4 separate regions of the Mus musculus genome follow, and regions 1, 2 and 4 are each linked to region 3. The links are chromatin contacts, called in public Hi-C and HiChIP or PLAC-seq maps. All regions are on one chromosome and are shown on one strand. The core of a region is the stretch at or near the end of the contact, and the rest is flanking DNA. Distances in the headings are between cores, read along the strand shown.

Region 1 (2,700 bases), core at 61-2,560, 520 kb before region 3:
TTCAACTCCATGGATGGGAACATGAGAGAGGCAGATAAAAGTGCCCAGAGTGAGGTCTCAGCCACAGGCCTCAGGTGCTTCCTCAGAGCAACAGCCGTAGCCTCTTGATTGGTGTGGAGTATGGTTCTGTTAAGATAATGTATCCCCAAAAGCATTTAGCTCCTTGTCACAGGATATTAGATCTGGTACACAGACAGCTCTTTAGGGAGCCAAGCATAGGCAAGGTAAGTTGTAATTAGGCTCTGTACCTACAACATTCAAACGTCCGCACATCACTCAAGTTAAAAGCAGCCAATTAGCCTCTGCCAACACAGTTTCTCTCTAGCAATTTTCCTTGAGAGTAAGCTAATATAAATCCCTAAGCACACTTGAGGTTTGTCTATGCTTTTGATGAAAATGACTGCTTAATCAATAAAACCTATCAGGACGGAGGTTTGGAATGTTGTGACAGCATTTGTTAATATGCTCTGACTCACTCAATAAATATGGCAGGCTTGGGAGCCAGGCATTACTCTGAATATTCTCAAAGAACAGTGAAAATATAGTTTGCTTATGAAACTTCAGGTAAAAGTTGCCTGGAGGGATCTTTTGCACTCAGAAGACAAACCACTATGCTTTTATTACATTTGGTCTGGAAACCATGCTTTAAGACATGCATACAGGGAAACGCTTTTCTTCTGTTTCCTTAGGTAACTGTAGAATGACGCTAAAGAGCCTTTCTTTTCCCTATTTTGGTATTTAGTGTTGAGCAGTGATGGGGCAGCTCTAATGATGGGTACTGTACAACAAGCAAGGATGTTGTTTCTGCAGCAGAGATTTAAAAAACAAACTAAAGGAACAGTGTTCACCACAAGTAGGATGGTTGACATATTAGTTACAAGGAGAACACAGGGGAAATAGATCTACATTGAAACAAAGGCTAAAATTTCAAATAATGTTAGTGCTTAGCAGAAAAAAAATATGGTAAAGGAAATACTTTGAAATTGTGCTCTCTCTGTGCATTACCTCATTCATCTCTATGGTAATCTGAACGCACAGTGGCCAGGCGTTCTTCCCATTGAGCAATGAGGAAGTGGCGCACGAGGCACTTGGTTATATAACTGACTTAGAGATGAAGACAATGTAAGAGGCAGACTCTTGGGAGCTTTGGGGGACTTCTTCAATGATGTGATTGTTTTGTCTTTCCCAGACTTTGTGAGCATCTCACAGCCCACTCAAGACTATGTTCAGGATACTCCATAAGAAGTGCTGCCTTCACCCCAGGCTGCTGAAAAGCAGGTCACAGGCTAGGTGAGTCAACCAATAGTTAACTTCTGACAGACACTGTTACACAAGGTTAGCTGTCTAGTAGAGTCTCATACCAACAGAGCTGACTCATTACTCTCTGAAATCAAATGTGTTGAGCCTTCCCCTCCTCCAGCTTTCTAGCATTTTTGAGCTTGGGTGAGTTTACACATGCTAGAGTGAACATTTTATTGATACAGCTATCTATGAGTTTTCTCCATCTCCATGCAACCCTTCACCCATACTCCTGTAAGTAATTCCATTAAGCTCATTGGTTCATCAAATTGGACTTTGGTGGTATCCTTACTTTGATCTGTCATTACTTCTTATTTGAGGTGAGTCCATATGTGTTAACATTTCCTCAGGAATAGTGTCATGCAATACTGCACCACAATCATCTTTCGTCTAAAAGTGTCACATCTTTTCATCATGGAATAAAATAGTCAGGATAACTTATGTAAATATTGTGAAATTTAGCTGAATTTTTTCTCTGTATATAAATATATCTTTCTAGCTCTCTGGGATTTAGTGAACAGACTCACTTACTTGAAATATTTCCTTTATTGAAAAAAATTTTTTCATTTTTTAATTAGGTATTTTCTTCATTTACATTTCAAATGCTATCCTGAAAGTCCCCTATTACCCGCCCCCCTCCTCGCTTCTTGGCCCTGGCATTCCCCTGTACTACTGGGGCATATGTGTATATATATATATGTGTGTGTGTGTATATATATATATATATATATATATATGTATATATATATATATATATATGTGTGTGTGTGTGTGTGTGTGTGTGTGTGTGTGTGAGAGAGAGAGAGAGAGAGAGAGAGAGTTCCATATTTTAGAGGACAACTTGTGGTGGTCAGTATACTCCATTACTATATGGAACACTACAGGAATTAAGGTTAGATGGTTAAATATTGGGGCAGCAACCTTTAAATGCAGACCATTTTTGATCAGATTAAAAAAATGTTTTGTTTAGTTTCCTTTTATTACAGTAGGTATAATTACTTATTCTGAAGATATCAAGATATTTATAATTAATAATGAATTCTCATAATTTCCTGTTAAAGCAGTAACTTGGGAAGGCGAAGTTTTGCATTGAAGCTGACCTACAGTAAGTCTGAGAATAAAATGGAGAGAACTCCATGAACATATTTGAAGACGGTGATATCATTTCTTAAGATAAGATTGCATTTGAGTCTTTTGTAAATCTTTTGGTTCCATATTTTGCTGTGTAAAATGTCCTCTGGTTTGTAGCCTGTGGCCTTTGTAGGGATAACTCTAACTGACTTCCAGTCGCTTTGGGAAAATGGCAAGCACCAGCATCTGGATCGCTTCATAAACCCTGTCTGTCCAGTCTGTGTAGCAGGGAGCCGCAGGTAAGCCTGCAGACATCTGTTCACCCTCCTT
Region 2 (2,700 bases), core at 122-2,621, 640 kb before region 3:
GACCGGAAGTAAAACATGGCATAACCAATCAGAAGACAAATAGTTATGAGAAGAATATGTTATTATTTATAAAAGATCAAAGCACTGTCATTCTTTAAAAGGTTATCTATGAAGATGGGTAGAATGGTAAGGATTAACATTGCATAGAAAATTTCTTGGTGTGCTGGGGGGAGTGTTACACTATCCTTCAAAGTTTATTGTATACAACACCAATTTTACATTAATGTTCTGGTCAAATGCCAGTAAACACCCATGAAATACATCTATTGGGCAGTAAGCAATTGGTCTATGAAGAAGCATATTTTAAGGATATTTTGTATTCATCAACATTTAGAAGTAGCCTCCATGGTTGACAGAGCACTTTAAACAGAAAAATGAAACTATGGGCATCTGCTAATTGCATACTTATTCAAAAATCTTTTTTAAAAATTCTGTATAAGAACCCAGCAATTGCATGATAATAGACAGCCCTACCTACAATGCTTAAGCCCCATCCCTTACTACACCCTCAATTTCCTGGTTCACCTTAGACACATTACTCAACGTTTCTCTCACTATCAAGTTCTACAGAAATGACATTTGATTTCTTAGGTCCTTCTGTTCCATTTTAATGTTGATATTCCTATCTGTGCTGTATTTGGTGAGAGTAAGGTCAGTTTATTAAAAGTTCATTTTTAATATAGAGCTATTTACAAAGCATCCTTAAAATATGATGGTACTTCAGGGGAATGCCAGGGCCAGAAAACAGGAGTGGGTTGGTTGGAGAGTGAGGGGAAGGTATAGGGGGCTTTGGGGATAGCATTTGAAATGCAAATGAAGAAAATATCTAATAAAAATAATGAAAAAAATATGATGGTACTTATTATGTACTAGGCACATAAGATACACTCTTTCATGAGAAGAGGCAAGAGAAGACAATAGTCAGAGAGTGAAGTCTGGAAGTTTGAACATATCCATGTATTACTCCCAACCATGTGGTCTCAGGTGCTTCAGAATCTTTAATATTTATAGGAATCATTAGTATCGAAAGCAGATTACACATCAGTAAAAGGAGGTGGGGCTTGAGAGCTTGTAGTTCTAACAAGCTCTCTCTCATGTGAGGCTGATGTGTCTGCTCCTTGGATTATATTGCTGTCATTCAGTTTTCCTTCCTGTAACTGTTTAGGGCTAACATAGTTCCTCTGAGTGTACTTTAGAAATGGCTGACATTCAGTGAATGCCACTGTTACTTATTAGCATGACCGGTCTTTATGTAATTTCCACAGGACCAACAGGTGCAGTTATTAACCGGTTTCTCTAACGTCAGTGACTTGTTTGGGGATTGAGGACAGAAAGTTTAAGTGTCAGTCTCTATGACTTTCACAGGAAGTTGTGGTACAGACTTCCTTGTTTACTATGACTACGACTATGACTACGACTACTACAACTACTACAACTACCACTGCTGCTACTACTACAAATACTACTGCTACTACTAAAATATTTCATTCCTCAAACTCAAGTTCTTTTTTTTTTTTTTTATTTTTCTTTCCATTTTTTATTAGGTATTTAGCTCATTTACATTTCCAATGCTATACCAAAAGTCCCCCATACCCACCCACCCCCACTCCCCTATCCACCCACTCCCCCTTTTTGGCCCTGGCGTTCCCCTGTACTGGGGCATATAAAGTTTGTGTGTCCAATGGGCCTCTCTTTCCAGTGATGGCCGACTAGGCCATCTTTTGATACATATGCAGCTAGAGTCAAGAGCTCCGGGGTACTGGTTAGTTCATAATCAAACTCAAGTTCTTAACCATTCTGTTCCCTGTTCAGTGGACTCATTTCTTAGTAGTTTTCCCAAGAGTCTATTAATCATCGGAAATTTCCTCCTTCTGGACCTTGTGACAACCTAAGTCATGACTTTAATGGACACAGCGACCTGTCTTCTCTGCAGTTTTCAATGTGCGTTGACAGCTTCTGATCCTTTATAAGCTACTTGCTTCTCTCAGCATAGTTTTTCTTCAAACTTGTATTAACTTTATTATATTGCAAAAGGAGAAAGAACCAGAAATGATGGGTTTAGATGAGAGGGTTTTTGAAAGGAGATTTTTTGGGGTGGGGATGGGGGGAGAGGCTATGCTTTCTGCCCTCTTCATTGCTCTCATGATCACTGGGGAATCTCTGGGGTGGCCTTATCAGGTTTAACTGTGGGGTTGGGCCTTCCTTAGGTGAAATTTTATTAGAGTGACTGATTTGAACATTTAACATCTGGTAAGTTCTCTCTGGATTCAAAAGAGCTTAAAAAGAATGTGGACAGTGGTCAATAAACCCAGGATGCTAATGAGAATGTGAGTCAAGCCTGGCTCAAGTTTTTAGTGTTTTATTGAAAAAGCAATGATCCAAGGCATTTTTATAGGGGCTAATGTTCTTTGTGTACCAGAAAGAAAGTGAATTAATGTTTCCTATTCCTAAAAACATTACTTGTTTACGTTTGAAATTGAGTTTGGGCTTGAAAAACAAATATAAAACATTGGCTCAAAACAATAAGTTGAAAAACACCCCAACTTATTTCTTATTTATTCTTTTCTTGGAGACTGTTGTCAGGAACAGTTTGCTGTGGTTCATTCTTTCTCAGCTTCAACAGAGCAAAGCACTTGTTCTCTTTCAGATTCGAAGTTAGCTTTTTCCTTGCCTTTAGATTTACACACCAGTAGTAGGCTA
Region 3 (2,700 bases), core at 111-2,610:
AATTTTGGAATTTTGCTTGACCCGCCAGAAGAGTGAGGTGCCTTTATTCCCCTGCTTTATCTCCTCATAACCTGTGTGAAATTGCGACATTAATATCCTTTCCTTCAAAGCAGTCACACTAAGAAGTGGGGCTTTGGGAGACTGAAAGAGGCAAATCTCTCAGGGTTGGGTGTCAGTGTTCTGGCCAATAAGGACCCCAGAGATCAGCCTTCCTCCTTCCATCACGTGGGGACACACCAAGAAGGATTATCTGCGAACCAAATATGAGCCACATGTGTGCCAATTCTGCCAACACTGGGATCACTGCCTGAGCTATTGTGGCAAGAAAATGAAAATATGTAGTCTGGTCAAGTCTGTGGCAATGATTCTACTATTCATTTCAGTTAATAGCTTGAATCTGACTAGAATTGCTACCCTTGGGGTTTCTTCCATTTTTTACTTGTTTTTATTGTTGTTGTTTGTTGGTTGGTTTGGTTTGGTTTGGTTTGGGTTTTTAAGGGTTTTTTGTTTGGTTGGTTGGTTTGGTTTGGTTGGTTTTCTTCTTACTCAGAAAGATCTGAATAAGTTTCGTACAACTTCATTTGTTATCTTGAAATATAAAGAGGCAATATTTGACTCAAAACTCAAGACCTAGGAAATTGAACCCTGACCTTCATGAAAAATAAAATCCATCAGCAATATGAAAATAATGGATAATTTTTCCTTTTATTTTTTTATTTGATATTTTATTTATTTGCATTTCAAATGTTATCCCCTTTCCCAGTTTCCACTCCGCAAACCCCTTCTCCCATCCCCTTCCCCGTGCTTCTATGAGGGTGCTCACCCACCCACTCCCACCTCACCTCCTTAGCACTCCTGAGAGGCTCTGCCAGAGTCTGGCCAATACAGATGCGGTTGCACACAGCCAAAACTGAGCACGGGGACCCCAATGGAGGTTAGGGGAAGGACTGAAGGAGCTGAAAGGGGTTTGCAACCCCATAGGACATCAACCAATGAGCCTCCTCCACCTCCCACCCCCCAGCTCCCAGGGACTAAACCATCAACCAGAGTACACATGGGGGAACCCATGTCTCTAGGTGCATATGTGGCAGAGGATGTCCTTGTGGGGCATCAATGGCAGGAAAGGCCCTTGGTCCTGTGGAGGCTCGATTACCTAGTGTAGGGGATTTTTTTTTTTTTTAACTTAGAACAAAACACCTGCCCACCTGTGGATCCTGCCAGTCGCAGTGCCAGGGAGCAAGGGATGTAAAGTCTGATCTGGGACCTGACTCAGGATTCACACAGGCTTAATGCCTCAGATTGCAATTGCGGGAGCCTCTGTCACTAGCTCATTGTTTTCCAGCATGACCTGCAGAACACTCATCTGTTACTGTAGTGGCAGGCTTTCACAATATCCTCTAGCTGAAGAAATATGACCACAGCCAGGCTGACTTCAGACTCAAGCTATTTCGGAGGCAGCAGCTGCTGCAGCAGTGGCAGTAACAACAGGGCAGAGGGGGGTGGGCGGGGGTTGCTGTGGGGAGAGCGAACAAAGTGCTGCCAACTCCCAATGAACCATGTGAGTGCTTCATATTAGCTAATTATCTGGGGGCTGGATATGGGAAACACATCAGGAACTTCTCAGAGCTCCTGGGGCGCTATTTTCATTTTTCTTTTGTTTTTATTAGATATTTTCTTTAGATATATTTCAAATGCTATCCCAAAATTTCCCTATACCCTCCCTCCGCCCTGCTCCCCTACCCACCCACTTCTGCTTCTTGGCCCTGGCGTTCCCCTGTACTGATGTGTCCAAGCAAGGCTAGGGATGTGCAGGTCACAAGGAGTCTTTATCTCTACTTCTTCACCAAATTTCTCTACATCTGTTGAGCGCCCTTTCCCTTCCTACCGACTCCCGACTTTAAGAGAAGGAATTATAATGTGCTAGCTCAGTCTTTTTCAGAGTCTTTTCTTCTGTGGCAGACAGCAAATGACTTTTGCATGTGTATATTTCTAAACATAGAAATCCAAGAAAGATTTCGATATTTTGGCTAACAAGAAAAGTTGGTCATAAATCAAGCTAGTACTGTTACAGAAAAAGTGAGGTAAGGACAACATACTTCACAGGATAAATTAAATTCCCAATGTTCTAGATAATTCTTTCTCTCTCTCTCTCTCTCTCTCTCTCTCTCTCTCTCTCTCTCTCTCTCTCTCTCTCTCTCCCTCTCTCTCTCTCTCTCTCTCTCTCATGATTGCAAAATATAAATTTGATCCCACAGTATGTGTGATGTCAACAAATTAATATTAATTAAGTCAAAGTATAATGAGATTTTACAAAAGCCTAAAAACCCAAAACCTAACAAGAAGAAAAGAGTACTTTGTAAAACCAGAACATATAGACTAAAATCATTTAAAATGTCCTCTGAATAACTTACCACTTCAGAAGTTAAAACTTCAGGGGGAGACGTTTATTAAAAAACCTTTAAATATTCAATAGAGTACACTCATCTGGGCCATAACTACACATAAACTTCCAACAAGAATTCAGCCTTTGGAAAGATTTTATCAACATAGTGTGTCTGTGGGGTGTGTGTGTGTGTGTGTGTGTGTGTGTGTGTGTGTGTGTGTGCCACACAGGGTGATAATTCTGGCCCTAACAGCTTTAGACTAGCAGAATCCCCAGTGGTAGGCATGGGAAACTTAAGTTGTTGGTTGGAGGCATTC
Region 4 (2,700 bases), core at 79-2,578, 720 kb before region 3:
GGTTTCCCCCGGACAAATGAATAAGGAGAACATATTATATATACACAATGGATTTTTCTCCAGTTGTAAAGAAAATGAATACATGACATATTCAGGAATATGGTTAGAATTGCAACTTCTGGTTTCTTTTCTCACTTTCCCTGAGTTTTTGGTCCTTGAATAGAAGGACTCTGTGTCCCATGCATGATATTATTAATACATTCACTGGATTACAGGTTCTCAATAATCTTTTGGTGGAGGTAATCAAATTACATTGTTATTAGGGATTTCTTTATTTGTTCATGTGTGCATGTGCGTGCATGTGTGCACGTGTGTGTATTGTGTGCACCTCAGTGTGCAGTGTGTCAACAAAGGAAGGTACATGTGGAAGTCACAACAGGATATCGGGTGTCTTTCTTCATCACTCTGCTTTTCTGCCTTGAGACAGAGTATTTCACCAAGATGGAAGCTTGTTGTTTAGGCTGGGTTGACTCCTTGGGTACCACTTGGTATCCTCCTGTCTCTACCACATCCCCTCCATTAGGTTCTGGGATTGCATCAGTTCCCGTCATGTCTGACTTTTTATGTGGGTTCTGGGGATATAAGCTCAGGTCCTCATGCATACAGAGCATCCCTCTTAATGGGATTTCTATCCGATCTCATCTTTATTTTTCAAAAATGTATATACATGTGTGGATTTTATGTAAACTTTCCCCCAATGAGGAATGTATCCTTACTCATTAGGATACATGTATACATCAATTTTATTACAGTTGTCTCAAATACTGATGTAGATGGATGTTATTTACAATGTATTATAATCTGAGAGGAATATATTATAAAATTAAATGTATAGGACGATTTCATTTTACGAATGTTAAATGTGTGTGTATAATATATGTATTATAACTATGTGCACAAATAACATTATAAGATAGGAATTGGGATGCATGCTTTATTATATGTATTAAAAGAGTTTTCATTTCAAACACCCAAATCACTATTTCATTTTGTGGTGCTGAGGATTGGCCCTCTGCAAGCTCAGCACGTGCCCTACTGCACAAGTACACCCCCAGTCTCTTACGTGATCAGTTTAAATTCTCCCTCTATATCACCTTTCAGTTTTTCTTCACACAGAAGGATAAGAATTGAGATGCCACCACATATAATAATGTATTCTGCTTTCCCTGTGGCGTCTTTAAACACAGAGCAGGAACAGTGATAAGCATCCTTATCCTCCTTCAAGGGATGTTGTGCAAGAACAGGCATCGTGTGGAGAACTTGGGAGGAGAATCATTTATTATTAATATCTCCTCCCTTGTCTGCTATGTTTTGAAATGACTCAGAATATTAATATGTGAGTCAGGGGACTACTTGGGAAAAGAGGAAGGAATCTGATGATATACAACACAGTATAAAGCAGTTACGTTTTTATCACCCTGGGAGCTAGCAGGACTTGTCCCTTATCATGCCTCACTAAGTAATGATCCCCCGGAGTCTCTGTGCCCCTCCCCTCCCTCTCTTCTGCTGAAGGTGACTTATTTATAAAGCATGCTTCTTTCTGCCAATACTAAGAAGAAACTTGGAACATTTAAACTGTGTACATTTGTTTAGCATACTCTATCAACATTAAAAGCAAAACTACCTGGTAAAACTCAAAGTGAAACAATTTGTTTTAAATTTTAATACCTAATAACATCTCTGCCTTTACCTTAATGATCCCCAGAACAAGAAAGACCACAAAGTTAATGTGTTCATCAAATAAATCATTTTCTAGCCGAGACTCATAGGAATTTCTTCCAAATGGTTGTAATAAAGGAACATGCCTTTCTCCCTTTTATTAAATGTCAAGGTGGTAAATTTTCATTTTATTTTATACTTTTTTTTTAACTTTAAAGGAACTATATTATCCATAGATAGGTTGAGGTCATTGTGTTATATGGTATAATGATAAGTTCTAATAAATATTAGAACCCGATATTGTCCTTGATGTTCAATGTGTCAATCCCATTTATTATCATTACTATTATTTCCTACTAAGTAATACTATTTAATAACTTGAAGAATTTTCTGGCTTACTTGTAGAGTGTACAAGTGCAGACATTATACTCACTTGTAAGTGTCCAACCACACATACAGCACCAACGTGTGACAACAGGGGCACAGTTGAAAGAAGGAGTAACACATTTACAGGAAGACAAACATCAGGCGGGCCCCCTTGCTGTGGGCAGTCTATCTGTGTGAATGGGGTGACATATGTGTTAGTGCTCAAATCAGGATCATCTCAGACTGGTGATAACTGTGCAGTAATTGGGATAAAATGTAGAAGCTGGGACTTTTCAGGTCAAACTGCGGTGTTTGGGCACCCTACTTAAAGGGTAGGGAGTAGGCAGCCCCCAAACAATGAGTTGTCTGGTTCAGAAGGCTTTCAGGCATCTGCTGTCTGGGACGATTGCACTTGAAAATTTCATTCATAGAGAGATTTAAGCCTATGCCTTCTGATGTGTTTATACTTTATATTTCTTGATCTATTTAGTAGATGCACACATTATTTATTTATTTTTTATTAGGTATTTTCCTCATTTACATTTTCAATGCTATCCCAAAGGTCCCCCATACCCACCCCCCCCCCCAATCCCCTACCCACCCACTCCCCCTTTTTGGCCCTGGCGTTCCCCTGTACTGGGGCATATAAAGTTTGTAAGTCCAATGGGCCTCTCT

Evidence for each region. A called contact is a pair of places that touch in the nucleus more often than the background predicts. HiChIP or PLAC-seq counts read pairs in DNA pulled down with a chosen protein or histone mark.
Region 1: a contact with region 3 is called in a Hi-C map of adipose-derived mesenchymal stem cells, with 2.4 times the contacts expected there. The contact joins two enhancer-like sites. A contact is called at or near these places in 3 of 484 Hi-C or Micro-C datasets (CD4 T cells, adipose-derived mesenchymal stem cells and cortical neurons) and 4 of 115 datasets of contacts at active chromatin or transcription factors (the NIH/3T3 cell line, bone marrow-derived macrophages, embryonic fibroblasts and 1 more).
Region 2: a contact with region 3 is called in an H3K4me3 HiChIP or PLAC-seq map of bone marrow-derived macrophages, with 4 times the contacts expected there. The contact joins two enhancer-like sites. A contact is called at or near these places in 2 of 484 Hi-C or Micro-C datasets (bone marrow-derived macrophages and embryonic fibroblasts) and 2 of 115 datasets of contacts at active chromatin or transcription factors (bone marrow-derived macrophages and embryonic fibroblasts).
Region 4: a contact with region 3 is called in a Hi-C map of bone marrow-derived macrophages, with 8 read pairs. The contact joins two enhancer-like sites. A contact is called at or near these places in 2 of 484 Hi-C or Micro-C datasets (bone marrow-derived macrophages and muscle stem cells) and 1 of 115 datasets of contacts at active chromatin or transcription factors (embryonic fibroblasts).

What each region holds. Positions count from the first base shown.
Region 1 is chr15:5,538,436-5,541,135 of GRCm38.p6, forward strand. 5430437J10Rik (RIKEN cDNA 5430437J10 gene) reads left to right here. Exons shown (of 5, transcript NR_045274.2): 2 at 1,190-1,290. Among named protein-coding and RNA genes, the nearest start is that of 5430437J10Rik, 43 kb to the left of the region's middle. Within about 2 kb of position 1,311, at least 93 of the 459 cell types and tissues checked have an H3K27ac peak or open chromatin away from gene starts, as enhancers often do. A contact at or near this core is called in the NIH/3T3 cell line, adipose-derived mesenchymal stem cells and bone marrow-derived macrophages, where this site is marked.
Region 2 is chr15:5,413,295-5,415,994 of GRCm38.p6, forward strand. It overlaps the pseudogene Gm46496. Among named protein-coding and RNA genes, the nearest start is that of 5430437J10Rik, 82 kb to the right of the region's middle. Within about 2 kb of position 1,372, at least 78 of the 459 cell types and tissues checked have an H3K27ac peak or open chromatin away from gene starts, as enhancers often do. A contact at or near this core is called in bone marrow-derived macrophages, where this site is marked.
Region 3 is chr15:6,055,666-6,058,365 of GRCm38.p6, forward strand. No RefSeq gene overlaps it. Among named protein-coding and RNA genes, the nearest start is that of Gm41259, 12 kb to the left of the region's middle. Within about 2 kb of position 1,361, at least 72 of the 459 cell types and tissues checked have an H3K27ac peak or open chromatin away from gene starts, as enhancers often do. A contact at or near this core is called in the NIH/3T3 cell line, adipose-derived mesenchymal stem cells and bone marrow-derived macrophages, where this site is marked.
Region 4 is chr15:5,334,658-5,337,357 of GRCm38.p6, forward strand. No RefSeq gene overlaps it. Among named protein-coding and RNA genes, the nearest start is that of Gm41257, 81 kb to the left of the region's middle. Within about 2 kb of position 1,329, at least 7 of the 459 cell types and tissues checked have an H3K27ac peak or open chromatin away from gene starts, as enhancers often do. A contact at or near this core is called in bone marrow-derived macrophages, where this site is marked.